Regions from separate parts of the Macaca mulatta genome. Here region 1 is linked to region 2. Evidence: chromatin contacts called from public Micro-C data. All regions are on one chromosome and are shown on one strand. The core of a region is the stretch at or near the end of the contact, and the rest is flanking DNA. Distances in the headings are between cores, read along the strand shown. Region 1 holds the start of PELI1 (pellino E3 ubiquitin protein ligase 1). Region 2 overlaps LOC114671954 (a long non-coding RNA gene).

Region 1 (2,700 bases), core at 37-2,536, 180 kb after region 2:
GGACGCGTTGCCTTTAGCTCTCTGGAGAGCCAGTAATGTGTCCTGCCTTTCTCCACCCTCCTCCCTACCACCTATCCACACCTGGGTGCCCAAGATGGGTGTAGACTTAGCTGACCAGCCCAACAACATACTCATACCTTGGTTCAGACTTCTCTTATTACCAAACTAAAGTTGGCCAATACACATAAACAATTTTCAACTTGTCTTTTGAACGTATACTTTATGAAATCTGTATGTCTTAAAAATTGTAGGCCTTAAAATGAACGAACCTGGATTCTTGTATAGTAATCAAGTAAAATATAGGGATCTTAATCCTGTACTTTGCTAATCTTAAAGTTAGATGTGATTAACTGAGCAAAGTAATTAATTACGGGATTTTGATAGTGGTGATATTCGTAAGTTTTATAACCTAATTGTTCAATTACTGGAAACAACTACATTTCGACAAGCCTTAGGTAAAGAAAATTGAATTTAGACAGAGAAGATTCAATTGAGGGAAATGAGGGACAGTGGTATTCGTGATTTAGGGTTTGTGGAAGATAAATTAGGCAGCAGGGAAGACTGAAATATCGGGAGGAAGTCAGATCTCACTGGACACTTATGACTGGTGAGGCTAGGAGTTCGGGGTGGAGCGAAGTAGGAAGGACCGGCTAAGGGGTGGATCCCCAACAACACCAGAATACAAGACCGCCCTTGTTCGGCCAACATCTGCACTGAACACGTTCGCTAAGTGTGTCGGTGACCATGGTAACGGTGGGAGGGGGCGGCCCAAACCTCGCCCTCGAGCATGCTCAGTGCAGAGCGAGCCTGGTCGAGTGCTGGACAACAATGAATCCCTTTTTTCTTCAGCCAGAGAACTACAATTCCCAAGAGCGTTCTCGGCGCGACGACACCGCCTTCCGCTGTGGCCCTGCCTCGTCCCCACCCTCAGGCCCCGCCCTCCGGTTAGACCCCTCCCCTCCCTGGGAGTGTATGTCAGTGAACCAGAGGCGGTGTGAGGTGGAGGGACCGTCGGGGGGCGCCGCCGCCGCCTCCACCAGCAGCAGCAGTAGCAGCAGCAGCGCCAGCCCCGCGGCGCGGTCGAATTGGTCCCCAGCCCTCCGGGAGTGCACCACAAAGCAGCCCCAACGCCTCTCCCTGCTTCCGCGGCTCCTCAGCGCTCGACTTCGTGGTCAACTTCCCCTCGCTGGGCTCGGCTGGCTGGCGCGGAGGGCAGCGGCGGAACGGCGGGCTGTCTGCTCGTGCTCCCCGCGCACAACACTTCACCCTCTCGCCTCGGGTCTCAGGGGCCGCGCTGGGATCCCGGCCACCAGCAATTGTCCGGTAAGTGTGGCCGCGGGGCGCCGCTGGATGGATGGCGGCGGGGCCGCCGAGGGGCGCGGGGAGGGCGGGCGCGCAACTTCCTCGGCGGCTTCTCCGGCGGCCAGCCAGCCAGCTCTCCCCGCCCGCTGCGCGCCCCCGCGGCGGCGGGGAGCGGAGTTTGCGGCGCCTCCATCCCGCGCCCTGGCAGGAGGAAGCGCCTTTGTCAGAACCGGCCCTGTGCGGCCTCCCCCTCCGCCCGGGAGCCGGGCGCGCGGCGGCCAACTCCGAGCCCCGCGCCTGGCTGGCCGCGCGCTCAGGCTGCGAGAGGGGTGCTCTGCGGGTGGCGGGTAGGAGAGGGAAATGGGAGAAACAAAAGGGGCGGTGGGTTTCCCTTTTGTTTGTGCGGATCTGATAACTTCTTTTCCTCCCTTACATAACGCAGACTTCCAAGTTAGTCATTCTTTTTATTGTTATGATTGTTGTCATCATCTCCGCGCGTCTTTCACATTTCCTTTCATCTTCGGATCTCAGAGCATTTTAAACACGCTAATTAATTTCACCCCTGGGTCCCCTAGGAAACAATACGCCCGTTTCCCTAAGTGGGTAAACTGAGGTCGTGAAAAGCTCCCTGATGGATACGCTTGATCTTTTACCGCGCCTGGTATCTGAGGATATGAAAGAGTTTATGAGGAAGAACCCGTTCTCAAATGCCCCGTGGAAAAGTTAAAGATGCTCATTTTACTTACAGGTTAGCTGAAGTCCAAAAGATGTCTAGGTAATTGTTACGTAGTTCAAACCATAATTCTTCTTACATAGTGTTTGAATCTTAAAACCTTTAAAGAGTTACTGAGAAATGCTTCGAGTAGGGAAATTAATGTAAATCATAAAGTCACGTCACCATCTACTTTTATTTTTGTATGTGTAGGTCTCTTAGAGGCAAGAGAGCAAGAATGGGACAGAGGGCATAGGTTTTTTAAAAATGTACATTTAACAGATTTTAATCACTACACAGAAGGAAATGTGCTTTGGTTTTAACAGCACCAACAATATTCCTGTCGTTAAGTCATCAAACAGTATATCAACAAATATTATTGAGAACTTTATTCGTAAGATGCTGGTTGTGCTAAAAACTGAAGCTTTATACTTTATAGATAAGAAAAGGTCATCTGTTTCGGTTCACAGGCTCTACTTTTTCTTACTCTGCAAAATGTTACTTTGTTTTCTTTGCACATAATCTTTTGTTTCAGAAATCGCATTGTCCTTTACTGTGTTGAATATGTATTACTCTCACACTTAAGGAGAAATGAATTTTTTATTCAGTTTGCTTAATAGGGTGAATTTAAAATTTTTTAGTTGTGGAAAAGGTTCACTTTGTTCAGTTCTGTTTCAGTTTACGAT
Region 2 (2,700 bases), core at 35-2,534:
CTGTGTTGCCAGACTGGAGTGCAGTGGCCCAGTCTAGGCTCACTGCAACCTCCACCTCCCGGGTTCAAGCGATTCCCCTGCCTCAGCCTCCTGAGTAGCTGGGACTACAGGCACATGCCACCACACCCGGCTAATTTTTGGTGTTTTAGTAGAGACGGGGTTTACATGTTAGCCAGGATGGTCTTGATCTCCTGACCTAGTGATCTGTTCACCTTGCTTCCCAAAGTGCTGGCATTACAGGCATGAGCCACCGCGCCCGGCCGTGACTCTGCCTTTCTAACAAGTTCCCAGATGATGCTGATGGTGCTGGCCCAGGACCACATCTTGCCCATATCACTCATCCTCCTCATCCTGCATCCCACCAGTTGGTCAAGGTCCTGCTCAGCTGCTACCTTTTTTGTCAATAAAACTGGGCACACTAGCAAAAAATGCACCCCACCCTCCACTCACCTCACTGCTACACCCCTCTGTGCCTGCCAAGACACTTGTATCTGAGCTATTTGGCTGTGTCTCCCTGACCTCAGGGGCCTAAAGTTCTCGTGCCTTTCCCCATACCCCACAGAATCTCATTTAGTACAGCCAGGGACATGCTGCCAGCTGGGGCAGATTCCATTCCATTCACTGGGACCTTAAAGAACTTCAGACTCCTTGATGCAGCACTCAGCCCGGGGGGTCCAAAGATGCAGGATGCCCAGAGACTGCCCTTGAGATTAACATCTGTTTTCTGGGTTATAGTCACTGCTCACTGAGCCCACTCTGCTGTCCTTCCAGCTGCTGGCCTGGGGCATGACTGACCTGAGCAGACCACTGGATGTCCTCCCTGATCTAAACCAGTGGGAGGTTCCTCTCACTAATACACAGTTCCAAGTTCTCAGCTTGACTTGCTGTCTTTGAGACTCAGAAGGGAGGTGTCACTTTCGGTGGTAAGCCACAATATGTAACTCACAGAGGGCAGTTAAGAGGCAGGTGAAAGATGTTTTGCAGCCTGTTGAAATGTCAGTGACTAAGACCCAGGGGTGCTCTGAGAACATTCTCACTTCTCAGTTGTGGGCACCTAAAAGGTTACTGTCCACCTGGTTCTCCTGCCACGTGGACTTATGGCATCATGCCCTCACATCCTCATGGGACCAATGGTAAATTATGGAACCTCAACTCAGCCTGCTTAAGTAAAATGGAAACTCTTTGCTCACCTTTGTGGCTTGGCCCAAGGTGACTCAGAATTGAAAAAGGAGGTACAGGAATCTGAGATTTAGGAACCATGTCTGTTCTCATACATGCCAGGACCCTCTCTCTGTCCATCCCATTCTCATCTCTGCATGTCCTTGTTTGTGGGCCTAACTCTCTCTTGCTGCATTCAGGAGAAAGGGTACCATGCCCACCAAGGCAGTGTGGAATGGAAGGGGGACTGTTCCCCAAAGGAGATAGGAGTGCTAGAGATCCACTCCAAATGGTTAGCAAATGTTAAGTCTTTGTCACAAGTCGGGCACTCTGCTGTTTTACATATATGATCTCATTTGATCCCCAAGCTGACTCAATGAGTCAGGTATGGCATTTTCTGGTCTGACAAATAAAAAGGCATGACACAAATCATACCTCAATCCCTTCTGCCAGCTCCAGTGCTGGCTTTGGGACAGCCAGAAGATGTGACCTGGATGGGAGGATGCATTTCCTTTGGAAATAAGCATATTATCCTCGAAGGAGGGCCCAAAAGCCAATGCTTTAGCTCTGGTTGTCTCTCTATCAGTAGTTATGAAGCTAACACCATAAATGTCAAGTTGTTAATTTTGGGTAATTTAGATCTCTCTATTAAACCATCATTTCTCTGTGAATCTACATTGAAGGGAGAGAAGTCCCATCAAGAAAATCAAACGGGTTTCTTCCACTGTCTCATCCAGCCAAGACACATATCCTTTAGGATAGTATTTAAAAAGACAGATGATCCGATTAGATGAGGATGAGGCATGGGATTCTCCCTCCAGACCATCTGCCATTTGGAGATGTTTTCATGGATCCTAGGACCCTACCCAAAAAAAGGACTCCTCTCTAGCTCTATTTCTGTGACCACTTCTTGCCTATATTTTCTCTAAGAAGAAATGGGAGTTGAGACTTGCTCACAACTTTACCATTAAGAGAAAATAAATTATAACAGAGCCTGGTCACTACCTGTCTGAGTGGTCCGCTGACCCACCAGGGGCGTGGCTCCTTGGCTGCTGAGTTTCTCAAGGCTGAGAGCAGCCCCTCCAGTGTTCTTACCTGACTGGGGACTTCATGCAGCCACAGGCACTGCCTCTTCTGCTCTCCATCACATCCTGACTCACAGCACAGTGGCTGGCACACAGCAGGTGCCCAAGAAGTGTTTGTTAAACAAATGAGCGATATCCCATTCTCCAGTGGTGCCTCAAACCATAACTGAAATCAGTTGGTGACTCCAAGTCAAGGTCACTGTGCTGAACATTATAGTTATAGGCAGCAGGGACCATCCTTTCCCAGGTCTGAAAGAAGGACCCAAGTTCCTCAGAGACATCCATGGTTCTTCTCCCTGGTCAGTTCTGAGGGCTCTGTTTTTGGTTTCATCAATGCAAATGCCAACTCTTTATGTAAATATTGTCATAAATTCCTTCTCAATATTCTGCTGTGCATTTGTTCAATATAAATGTGCTGATCACAGGCTTCAAATCTGGGCAAAGAATATTTGACTAA

The links. Hi-C and Micro-C count contacts between places; a contact is called where the count stands out from the background.
Region 1: a contact with region 2 is called in a Micro-C map of CD4 T cells, with 8 times the contacts expected there. The contact joins the promoter of PELI1 here to the enhancer-like site in region 2. A contact is called at or near these places in 3 of 14 Hi-C or Micro-C datasets (CD4 T cells, fetal cortex germinal zone and liver).

Annotation. Positions count from the first base shown.
Region 1 is chr13:60,582,049-60,584,748 of T2T-MMU8v2.0, forward strand. PELI1 (pellino E3 ubiquitin protein ligase 1) reads left to right here and starts at 1,287. Exons shown (of 7, transcript NM_001260952.1): 1 at 1,287-1,323.
Region 2 is chr13:60,402,242-60,404,941 of T2T-MMU8v2.0, forward strand. All of the region lies in intron 1 of LOC114671954 (a long non-coding RNA gene), which reads left to right. Among named protein-coding and RNA genes, the nearest start is that of LGALSL, 130 kb to the left of the region's middle. Within about 2 kb of position 1,285, at least 6 of the 40 cell types and tissues checked have an H3K27ac peak or open chromatin away from gene starts, as enhancers often do. A contact at or near this core is called in CD4 T cells, where this site is marked.